Regions from separate parts of the Sus scrofa genome. Here region 2 is linked to region 1. Evidence: chromatin contacts called from public HiChIP or PLAC-seq data. All regions are on one chromosome and are shown on one strand. The core of a region is the stretch at or near the end of the contact, and the rest is flanking DNA. Distances in the headings are between cores, read along the strand shown. Region 1 overlaps MYO9A (unconventional myosin-IXa). Region 2 has its middle 37 kb from the start of SENP8.

Region 1 (5,314 bases), core at 1,126-3,625:
TTATATAGGCTCAATTTAGCATCTTCTAAAATTTAGCATCTCCTACAGAAGCAAAAAACCTCTTGAAATTCTATCATACAGAAGGATTTTATGCAAAATTTGTTACCCCACAACCAGTCTCTCTTGTTTAGGTATAAGCTATCAATCACTTACAGAATTTGCTTGGCCTTTTTTAATGTTTAGAGATTCTTGTCTCTTTAAAATAGGGAAGATACTCTAGATATTCTTGATTCCTTCTTGCTTTATATGGCAGTTCCCCTAGTTAGAGCTTACAAAATATATCTCTTAAGGTGTAAACATTTGTCATCTTTTTGTCCATTATAGGAAAAATGGCTAAAATGTAGTAGGAATTAGGTTCAAAGTTCTTAAGAAGCAAGCTCTGGCTCTCTTAGTTACAAGCTTTGTAACCTTAGGCAAGATACTTAACCTTTCTGTGCCTTAAATATTTTCATCTGTTTTAAGAATATACTGTAATTGTAGGACCAACCTTATAGTGTTTTGTGAGTACGTGTGAGTCAGCATCTATAGTGTTTAGAATGTTCCCAGCCATACTAGCTTTAGGAAAAGTTAGCTATTCTTTTATAGTGACAAAAAGGAAACTGTTTTATTTACATTTAAATGGAAGTTTGAGGAGTTGCCGTCGTGGCGCAGTGGTTAACGAATCCGACTAGGAACCATGAGGTTGCGGGTTCGGTCCCTGCCCTTGCTCAGTGGGTTAACGATCCGGCGTTGCCGTGAGCTGTGGTGTAGGTTGCAGACGCGGCTCGGATCCTGCGTTGCTGTGGCTCTGGTGTAGGCCAGTGGCTACAGCTCCGATTAGACCCCTAGCCTGGGAACCTCCATATGCCGCGGGAGCGGCCCAAAGAAATAGCAAAAAGACAAAAAAAAAAAATAAAAAATAAAAAAATAAATGGAAGTTTGAGTCCCTATTGTTGAGAACTTGCTAAACAAAGAGTTCAATTAATGAAGTATTTAAGGGCACAGAGTAAGTACTAAATGAATGTTAACTGCTGTTATTATTTAATATAACTTGCCCACTTAATTTTTTTTTTTTTCTTGACAGCTAATATACCCCATCTCTCCGTAGGAAAATGTCTGGGGTTGTCTTAGTGGATAATTGAAAATGATGTTTAGAGAATAGAGAGAAATATCAGAAGCTCAAAATACATCCTTTTTTGAAAGTCTAAAAGCATGCCTCTAAGATACCTGGGATTGACAGAGTGTTGTAACTGGTGATGAGTGAATACCTTCCATGAGCCCCTTCTCTGTCAATGTCAATGCAATGAGAGATCAATTCTCAAGGACTGTAGGAATTTTTTGTTTTTCATTGCGTCATACCAGTATCATCAGCAAAAACTAGGGAAATAAGCTCGTCTTAATCTTATGCTAATCATGGAAGAAGAATCTATCAGCTCTCAGTTAACTGAAAGAGTGTGGGGAAGGTAGTTTCTGAGTGAGATTATGGATAATTAAAAACAAAAATACAGAAGTCTTGAGTATATATAGGTTAATCTTGTTACAAATTGTTACAGACAGGTTAATCTTGTCACATAGTGACTAAACTATGTGGCTTGTGGGCAACTTCATCCTTTTGACCTTTAAAGGTCCTCTGCTTCTGCAACTAGAGAATCTGGAAGATGGGTGCCTCCTTTTTCCCTAGAGTCAAAGCTACCTTTGGGGAGGTAAGATTGTCCTGTTGCCTCTAATGCGTCTTAACCAGACAACCTCCAGTCAGTTCTTAGAAATTCACAACTTAACTATTTATGACAAACATTAATTTGGAGATCTGTTCTTCTGGGTTGATCTTTTTTCCATTTGCTTTGTTTTAGTTGCCATTAAGGTTCAATGATGCCTTGGTACTTAGACAGCTTCGGTACACTGGGATGCTGGAGACAGTTCGAATTCGCCAGTCAGGCTACAGCTGCAAATACTCTTTCCAGGTTATGCTTTAGTGATATTTAAATATATGTGTACATCAAGTAAATTATTCCTATGTCTTTTTTTTTTTTTTTAAATTTGGGGCTCACTTGTTTGTTTCTCTTTATTCTTCCTTTCCATTCCATCTTTTGTATGCAGAATTAAAGAGGGATAGAGAATACTCATTTCCATTGAGTGGCAGCAATCTCATACAGCTTGTGTTGTAATAGAATCCACTACTTGTCTATTCTCATTTAATCTGAACTGTTTGCTAATATAAATTTACTGATAACATAGCAGTTCTTCACAGTGATTATTCTAATAATTGAAATACTTCAGTTCAAGCTATCTAGTTCAAAAGAAGAATCCTCCTTGGTTTTCCCTAAAGTTTAATCAGCAGAATTTTCTTTCGTTGGAGGCTGCCAGCAAAGCTCATAGCTATTTTTATCTACATATCTACTGCTGCTGTGGGTTTAGAAATTGTTTTGAAACTTTTTAGCAGCTGAGCAGGTCTTTACTGTTGAGGGAAAGCTTCATTCTCAGTCATACCCTGAAATAGCGCCACTTTTGCTTCTTTTTTTGCTAAAAAAATTCAGATTGTGATGAAGTAACTTTTTCTTTGGTCTTTAATACAGCTTTCTCAAAGGGAGAATTAGTTTCTGCTCTTCTTTCATTCTCCTTTGATAACAAAATTTGTAGAAATCACTTATCTCTCTTTTTACTAATTAGCCTTTTATAATATTTTAGATTAACAGGTAATTTCTTGTTTTCATCCTGTTTAAGGAGAAAAGGATTAGTAAAAGGACAATTAACTAGTTTAGAATCTTTTTTACGTTTAATTCTCTTGTGATTTTATAATGGTTTCTTTTCATTTTTCAGGATTTTGTGAGTCATTTCCACGTGCTTCTTTCCCGAAATATTATTCCATCCAAATTTAACATTCAGGATTTCTTCAGGAAAATAAATCTTAATCCAGATAATTATCAAGTTGGAAAATCCATGGTAAATATATATAATCCCTGTCAAAATTGAGTGCATTTTTTACTTTAAGTAATAATGGCAGTCTTTGCCTAGGAGAATGTTTATAAGAATGATAGTGTAACAGATATCATAAGGGCATTGATTAGGCCAAGATTTTTACTTAATAATATAGTCAGTATTAGTAAAAAGAGTTTACAGCCAATGCTCTAGTTCTGCCTATAATTTTAACTGCCTAAAAATCATCTTTCCCTTATATTCTAACATAATTTTTTTACTCAATTTCCCCAAAATAACCTTATTCAGATTCCCCTACTATCTTTAATTCATCAACTACTCTTTTTCTCTGTCACCTTTCTTCTAGTTTCTTAGGCTAGAAACCATAATCATATTTGGCTTATCTTCACTTTAATCATTTTACAAAGTTCTGTTTCTCTTTTTTTTCCTTATAAATGATTCTTACATCTCTCCCTTTTTCTCTTTTCCTACTCTTTACATTTTAGTTCTGTTTCTTAGCTCTCACACATTTCTCTTAAAGTAAATAGATCCATCATTTGATGTCATTCTGTTTGTCATTCCATTAAACTCGCTCTACCCATAGTATCAAAATCATCTCTCTCTCTTTTTTTTGCTTTTTAGGGCTGCACTTGCAGCATATGGAAGTTCCCAGGCCAAGGGTTGAATCAGAGTTGTAGCTGCTAGCCACAGCCAGAGCAACACTGGAGCCGAGCCATGTCTGTGACCTACACTGCAGATGGTGGCAACACTGGATCCTTAACCTACTGAGTGAGACTAGGGATCGAACCCACATCCTTACAGGGTACTAGTCAGATTATTAACCCACTGAACCACAATGGGAACTCCGAAAATCATCATCTTAATATATATAATTTTTAGATTGGTTTCCTGCACAGTAACAATCCCCTGATAACCTCCTCATTAAATGTAAACATCTTTCTTATTTTCAAGGACCTTCATTTTGTGACTTCACACTATTAATTGTTCTGTTGTCCTCAGTATGTGTCTTTATTCTCATTTCTAACTCCTTGTTTTGCTTAGCTAGGTGTCCTCTGTCTCTTGCCTTTGTTAGCCTACTGTTTTCCTCTTTGGGCATCTACTATCTATCTGTACTTTTAAAAAATGTTTTTTTATTTTTGACCAAAATGGGAGGTGATAGATATGTTAATTAGTATGATTGGAGTAATCATTTCACAATGTTTATACATACATCAAGGAGTTCTGTGGCGGTGCAGCAGGTTAAGGATCCTGCATTATCACTGCTGTGGCACAGGTCACTGCTGTGACTAGAGTTCAATCACTGGCCTGGAAACTTCTGCATGCAGCCAAAAATTAAAATTAAAATTAAAAAATATATACATACATCAAAATATCACATTCTATGCCTTAAATATATGTAATTTTAAATATCTACCTGCTCTTAGGAGTTCCCGTCATGGCTCAGTGGTTAATGTATCTGACTAGAAACCATGAGGTTGCAGGTTCAATCCCTGGCCTTGCTCAGTGGGTTAAGGATCTGGCGTTGCCGTGAGCTGTGGGGTAGGTCGCAGACTCAGCTCGGATCCCACGTTGCTGTGGCTCTGGCGTAGGCCCGTGGCTACAGCTCCAATTCGACCCCTAGCCTGGGAACCTCCATATGCTGCAGGAGCAGCCCAAGAAATGGCAAAAAGACAAAAAAAAAAACAAACAAAAAACTACCTGCTCTTAATGTTGAAGTGCAAATCCTGTTTTCAAAGAGACTATGTTTATTATCTTTGTATCCCCTGTATCCCTAAAGATTTAAAATAGAATGAAGTAAATAAATAAACTGCTTAATAGCTTTGGACAGCAAGAGGTCTTTGATGCATACTGGGTTTCAAAAGGACTATTATTATTGGTTTATTCATGTTATGATCATCAACTTTAAAATCTATAATTGTCATCTTTTTTCCCTCCCACTCAAACATCCTTGAAAAATATGACCTATTACTGCTACTACATTGGCTCATATTTCCATTTCCCCTTCTCTATTCTAATGTCTCCTTTCCAATTTGAGAATCACTACTTAGGGTTTTTGTTTTATTTGTTTGTTTTATTTTTGTTTTTTGGCTTCACCTGCAGCATATGAAAGTTCCCAGGATAGGGATCAAACCCATGTCACAGCAGTGACCCTGAGCCACAGCAGTGACAATGCTGGATCCTTAACCTGCTGAGCCACCAGCAAACTCCTGAGAGTGACTACCTTGGATAAATTGATAGAAATATTTATTAGTACTGCATGTACATATCTGCCTCAGTATCTGTTCTCTAAAAAGCTTACCACAGGAATGATGATGTATGAACTAAATTTCTCATTTCTTCTTTAGCTATATTCCTCATCTTTTTTCCTTCTGGTAGGTATTCCTAAAGGAGCAGGAACGAC
Region 2 (5,314 bases), core at 1,428-3,927, 180 kb before region 1:
ACATGTCAGGCAACATCTCTTCATGTCCTATCGCACTCATATTCCACGTAAACATAAGTTCCAAGTAAAAAGTGAACAAACAAGGTAATTATAGATTATGATCCAGTTCCAAGAAGGAGAGAAACAGTGACATGAAATAGAGTAAATGGGGAGATGGCTTTAGATAGGTGGTCAAAAATGTTTTCATGAAGTGACATTTAAGCTGGTTTTTAAAGGACGAGGAGCCAGTCATGGGAGGAGGTGGAAAAGTGCATTCCTAGCCAAGAGTTAGCAACTGCAAAAGATAGGAAAGAATGCCTATGTCTCTGATGAACAGAAAGACCATCTGCATGAGTCTAGAATGCCAGTCAGGTTGGAGAGTCAACTCAGCAACCATAAACAACCTATTTAAAAGTCAGTAAAGGACTTGAATAGACGTTTCTGCAAAGAAGATATACAAATGGCCAACAAACACGTGAAAAGATGCTCAGTGTCACTGGTAATTAGGGAAATGCAAATCAAAACCACAACCAGATACCACTTCATATCCATTAGGAAGACTACTATCAAAGAAACGTCAGAAAGTGTGAGGATATAAAGAAATTGGAACCTTTATTTACTAACGATAGGAGTGTTAAATGGTGCAACCACTGTGGAAAACAATATGGCAGTTCTTCAGAAACTTAAAAAGAGTTACCATGTGATCCATGTTCCACTTCTGGGTATATACTCAAAATAATTGAAAGGTGGGTCTTGAAGAGCTATCCATACACCCATGTTCATAGCAGTGTATTCACAATAATCCAAAAGGTGGAAACAATCCAAGTGTCTACTGACAGATAAATGGATAAACAAAATGAGGTGTACACATGCAATGGAATACTATTCAACCTTCAAAAGGAAGAGTCTTGACACAAGCTACAACATAGATAAACCTAGAGGACATTATGCTAAATCAAATAAGGCAGTCACAAAAAGACAAATACTGTATGATTCTACTTATGTGAGGTACCTAGTGGAACCTCACTACTGAAATTCATAGAAACAGAAAGCAGAAATGGTGGTTGCCATGAGTTAGAGGGAAGAGAATTGAGAGTTATTGTTTAATGTGTATAGAGTTTCAGTTTTATAAGATAAACAGTTCTGGAGATGGTGATGATGGTTGCACAACAATGTGAATGTACTTCATACTGTGGAGCTATACACTTAAAAATGATTAATAACTTTTATATGTATTTTACCACAATAAAAGGAAAAGAGGTTGGAGAGGTAGGCAGGAGAAGGGAGTTTGGATTTTATACATTCCCTGAATGCTGCAGCTCAGATCTGAAAATCTGGAGTTGGTAGAATCAGCAGTTGCTGAAACCAAATGCTTTTTTTTTTTTTTTTTTGCTAGAGGAAATAAACATGTGAATATAATACGCAGAAGAATGTGGCCATACACCCCACATCACTATTCCTAGGGAGTTGTTCATAGCACCTGCACCACAGAGAGGGCACATCATCATATTAAGTTGAGCTAACTTTATGAAGGAGAAATAACTGCTTTACATTTGGAAAGATGGAGGGATACATACATTTCATGGAGGAGCCTCAGTTCTGTGACACGGGCTTTAGTCAGAAGAGGAAGGGTTGTGGGAGGGGGCAGGAGTTTTCATAAAAAGGGCATTTATGAGTGAGGTGGGCTCTGAGAGAACTGCTGCTCACCAGACATTCTGGGAGTAAGAAACTGCCCGCATCTCCATTTCCAGGACCCAACTAGCCAGCCAGCCAGCCCTGGCCCTCCCACCTGGTGGTCATGGCATTAGGACACATATCAAGCTGGGTTATGTTGTGACCCTGTTATTCTGCTCTCCTAGAAGCTTGGCTGCAGAATCAGAGCATCCTAGGGCAGAGAAGCTTCTCAGAGAAGCCTCTCCTATCAGCCTCAGGCTGGGACAGGCCAGATCTGTAGGTTCATCTTGCTCTGACAGGCTGAGATACCACTGGGCCACTAGATGGCAGCAAAGTACACCAGGAACTGGGGACACGGCAGTGAGGGACAGATTTCATTCTTTCCCAAATGAATCTCCAGTCCCAGGCAGTGGCAAAAGGGAAGATGGGCAGGTTCCTAGGCTTCTGTGGCCATTTCTCATCATTCCACTTTGGTCCTTTCTCTTCTCTCTCCTTTTCTTTCATATCCTAGGGGAAAGGCCTGAGGTGATTCTGAGGCGAACATTCATTCCCAAGGGTTCTGCAGATGTTCTGAGGTTAGGTCATTCAGAAGGCAGAAGTGGCAGGTGTGAAGAACAAGTGTGTGCGTGTGTGTGTGGTGTAGAGGGGCCTAGGGAAGAGTGGAGAGCTCAGCTTCCAACAAGGGCACACAAACTCCAGGCTTTCCCCCTGCTTTGCCCTCACTGTCAATAGCATCTTTTCTTAATTAGGGCACAGAATTACAATAAAGATTTCACTCTTTCTCTTCCCACCTTCATTTAAAGATAAGGGGCTGGACCCCAGAGCAAAGAGGATTCAAATTTAATAAACATATGCTTTGCCTACTGAAAGTGAAGAGAGAGAGGCGTTTAAGCCTCTGAAATGATAATCCAGAGAAACCTGAGTTCATCCTCTGCATGCCTGACCTCCACAGGGCTGAGGAGCACCTGGCGCCCAGCAGGCCCTGCTGGCCAGGCTGCCTTGGCGTTGGCAGGGCTCCTTGCCTTCCTGGAATGTGTTCCTTCTTGTTTGCCACTCAGTACCTGGCCAAGAGCCAACCCTGGGCTGCTCGGAATACCATGCCCCACTCACTTCTCACAGGATCTGAGACAAGGCTCTCTTCCGTTTGAGGAAAGGCCGGGCCCTCACTGCAGACTCATCCCACTGGTACTGAATTCTCTAAGGACATCAGACTCTCCAGTGGCTGAGGGCAAAAGCACTTCAGCAGGACGCAGCTGGCACCCCAGCAAAGCAGAAAGTGGCATATTGACATTTTATCCTTTTGGCAGCCTTCTAAATTGGGACAGAGTGGGCAAAGTGTTACTCACAAGCTGTTCATTAACTTGTTAAAATGCAGAAAGGTTGGCTTGGGCTCCTCTTTGGGAAAATGTGACACCCACTGCTCCTGGATTCACTCTAGCATGAAGGCGTGTTAATGGGTGTAGGATTTCTGATGGAAGTTTTTCTTTGCTGTTGGTTCCAAATACAGGCTAGCCTGAATGCATGCTCTCTCCAGTCAGTAATTACATTTAAAAGATTTATTAAGCACTTTCTATGGACTCCTGAATGTATGCTTCGATAGATACTATGATTCTATCATTTTCTGAGCACCCCACTGGGTACTGGGCCCTATACAGGTGCTTTTTATGCTCCTTTGACTCTCACTACAAGTCAAACAATACAGTACAACAATACAGTTTTCAAACCTTATGCTGTGGGAACGGAGACTGATAGAACAGAAATACAATATGGATCCCTTCAAAGGGTTTTTTGAGGAGACAGGATAGGGGGAATAGCTATGTAACAGTGTAAGACATGTGAGCCCTGATAAGTACAAAAGGGAGTGGTACAGACTGACTCAGTGGCAGAGGGGTGTGCCACATGTGTGGGCTCCAAAAGATGAGTAAGATTTGGATCAGAGGAGAGATGAGGGAGGAACCTCACAGGATGTGTTTGGGGGGTGGGTAACATCAGTAGAAGCATGGTAGTGCAGAGGGAGTATGGTGCTGATGAAACCTTACAAGAAGCAGAGTTCGTCCTGAGGAATGGATACAGAAGTAATCAAAATCCCTCAGGATCTAAATGCCAGGGTGGGAAGGAGACTCCATCTTTCAGGCTGGAGCTCAAGAGTGATGGAAAAATGTGATGGTTTAGGATTGTAGGTTTGGCAGTGGGGCATGAGGTAGAGTAAAAGCCCACCAGAACAGTCTAGATCATGATTTCTCAACCTTAGCACTACTGACGTTTGGACAGCATAACTCTTTGTTAGAGGGGGGCTATCCTGGGCATTGCAGGGTGCTTAGCCACATTCTTGGCCTCTGCCCACCTGATGCCAGTAGCACCTCCCTACCCCACTTGTGACAACCAAAAACATCTCCAGATTTTGCCAGATGTCCCCTGGGGAGCAAAGTTGCCTGTCTAGAAGGCAGGAGGTAAGGGCTTGGGCCTCAGAATGTTGGCAGGTAGTTTCAACCAACTGCATCAATCTATTGATGTTTAAAACAGCTGACAAAAGTCAAAATGCTTTCTTTGCCATAGGAAATTCATCATTAATGCCAAAGAACTTAACGGCCTAGAAAAAAGAGACTTCAGAAGTAGATCATTCTGCATATTAGAAACCTCTAGAGGATACTCCAAAGCTACAGATAATGTTTTCTCAACTCATTAGCAAGAAAGTGGCTGATATCAGGATTTCTCTCTCTACCCCTCACCCTCTAAGTCACATCTTACTTAACGGCCACTTTGAATAAGGAATGCTCCATCTGTCTGCAGGCAGAGAAGCAACTGATCTGTAGTTTTACTAGGTTTGCATTCGCCCTTCAAACACTGAGTTTTTGGCCATTGGTAGAGTGGATAGATAAAGCCTGGCCTTGCGATGAAGAGCTATGTCTCTGTCTAAAGCAGCAATCAGTGAAAATCAGTTAAGACTATTGTAAGAACTTTGGCTTTCATTATGAATGAAATGAGAACAAAAGAGTGAATAATAAACTTTTATTATGTAGGCTTTAAAAGGATCACTGTTAGCTATGAGGGAGGGAAAGGTGGAAGCAGGGAGGTCAGTTAGGAGACTTTCGCGACGATCATGTTGAGAGATGACAGTGGTTCTGATGTAGGTGTTAGAAGCAGAAATGGTGGAGATGGGCAGATTCTGGATATATTCTGATGGTAAAAACAACAGAATTTCCTGTCAAATTAGAGATGGAGGATAACAGAAAAAGTCATAAAGGATGACTCATGTTTTCTGGCTTGACAGGATGGATAGAGTTGCCACCAACTGAGATGGAGAAAGCCATGAGTGGTGTCATTTTTGGAAGGAAGATCAGAAATGTACAAGTTTGGGATGAGTTTTAGATATCCAAGTGGGTATGTTGAGTGGGCAAGAGATATGTGGCTTTGGAATTGAGGAGAGAAGTCTGGGAAATATAAATTTGGGAACTGTCAACACAGGCATGGTATTTAAAAGCATGAAACTGGGTGAGATCACCAAGCAACTGTGTCTGTTGACAGAGGAAAGTATGGAGCACTGAACTCTGTGGCACACTGTCATTAAGAGTTCAGGAAGAAAAGGAGGAACTAGCAAAGGAAACTGATGAGTGCCTGATAAAGGAGGAGGAAACCTGAAAGAGTTTGGTGTTCTGGAAGC

The links. HiChIP or PLAC-seq counts read pairs in DNA pulled down with a chosen protein or histone mark.
Region 2: a contact with region 1 is called in an H3K27ac HiChIP or PLAC-seq map of skeletal muscle, with 6 times the contacts expected there. The contact joins two enhancer-like sites. A contact is called at or near these places in 1 of 47 Hi-C or Micro-C datasets (embryonic fibroblasts) and 1 of 2 datasets of contacts at active chromatin or transcription factors (skeletal muscle).

What each region holds. Positions count from the first base shown.
Region 1 is chr1:169,448,187-169,453,500 of Sscrofa11.1, reverse strand. MYO9A (unconventional myosin-IXa) reads left to right here. Exons shown (of 44, transcript XM_021100912.1): 21 at 1,830-1,940; 22 at 2,797-2,919; 23 at 5,290-5,314. Among named protein-coding and RNA genes, the nearest start is that of NR2E3, 92 kb to the right of the region's middle. Within about 2 kb of position 2,375, at least 3 of the 83 cell types and tissues checked have an H3K27ac peak or open chromatin away from gene starts, as enhancers often do. A contact at or near this core is called in skeletal muscle, where this site is marked.
Region 2 is chr1:169,630,679-169,635,992 of Sscrofa11.1, reverse strand. No RefSeq gene overlaps it. Among named protein-coding and RNA genes, the nearest start is that of SENP8, 37 kb to the right of the region's middle. Within about 2 kb of position 2,677, at least 24 of the 83 cell types and tissues checked have an H3K27ac peak or open chromatin away from gene starts, as enhancers often do. A contact at or near this core is called in skeletal muscle, where this site is marked.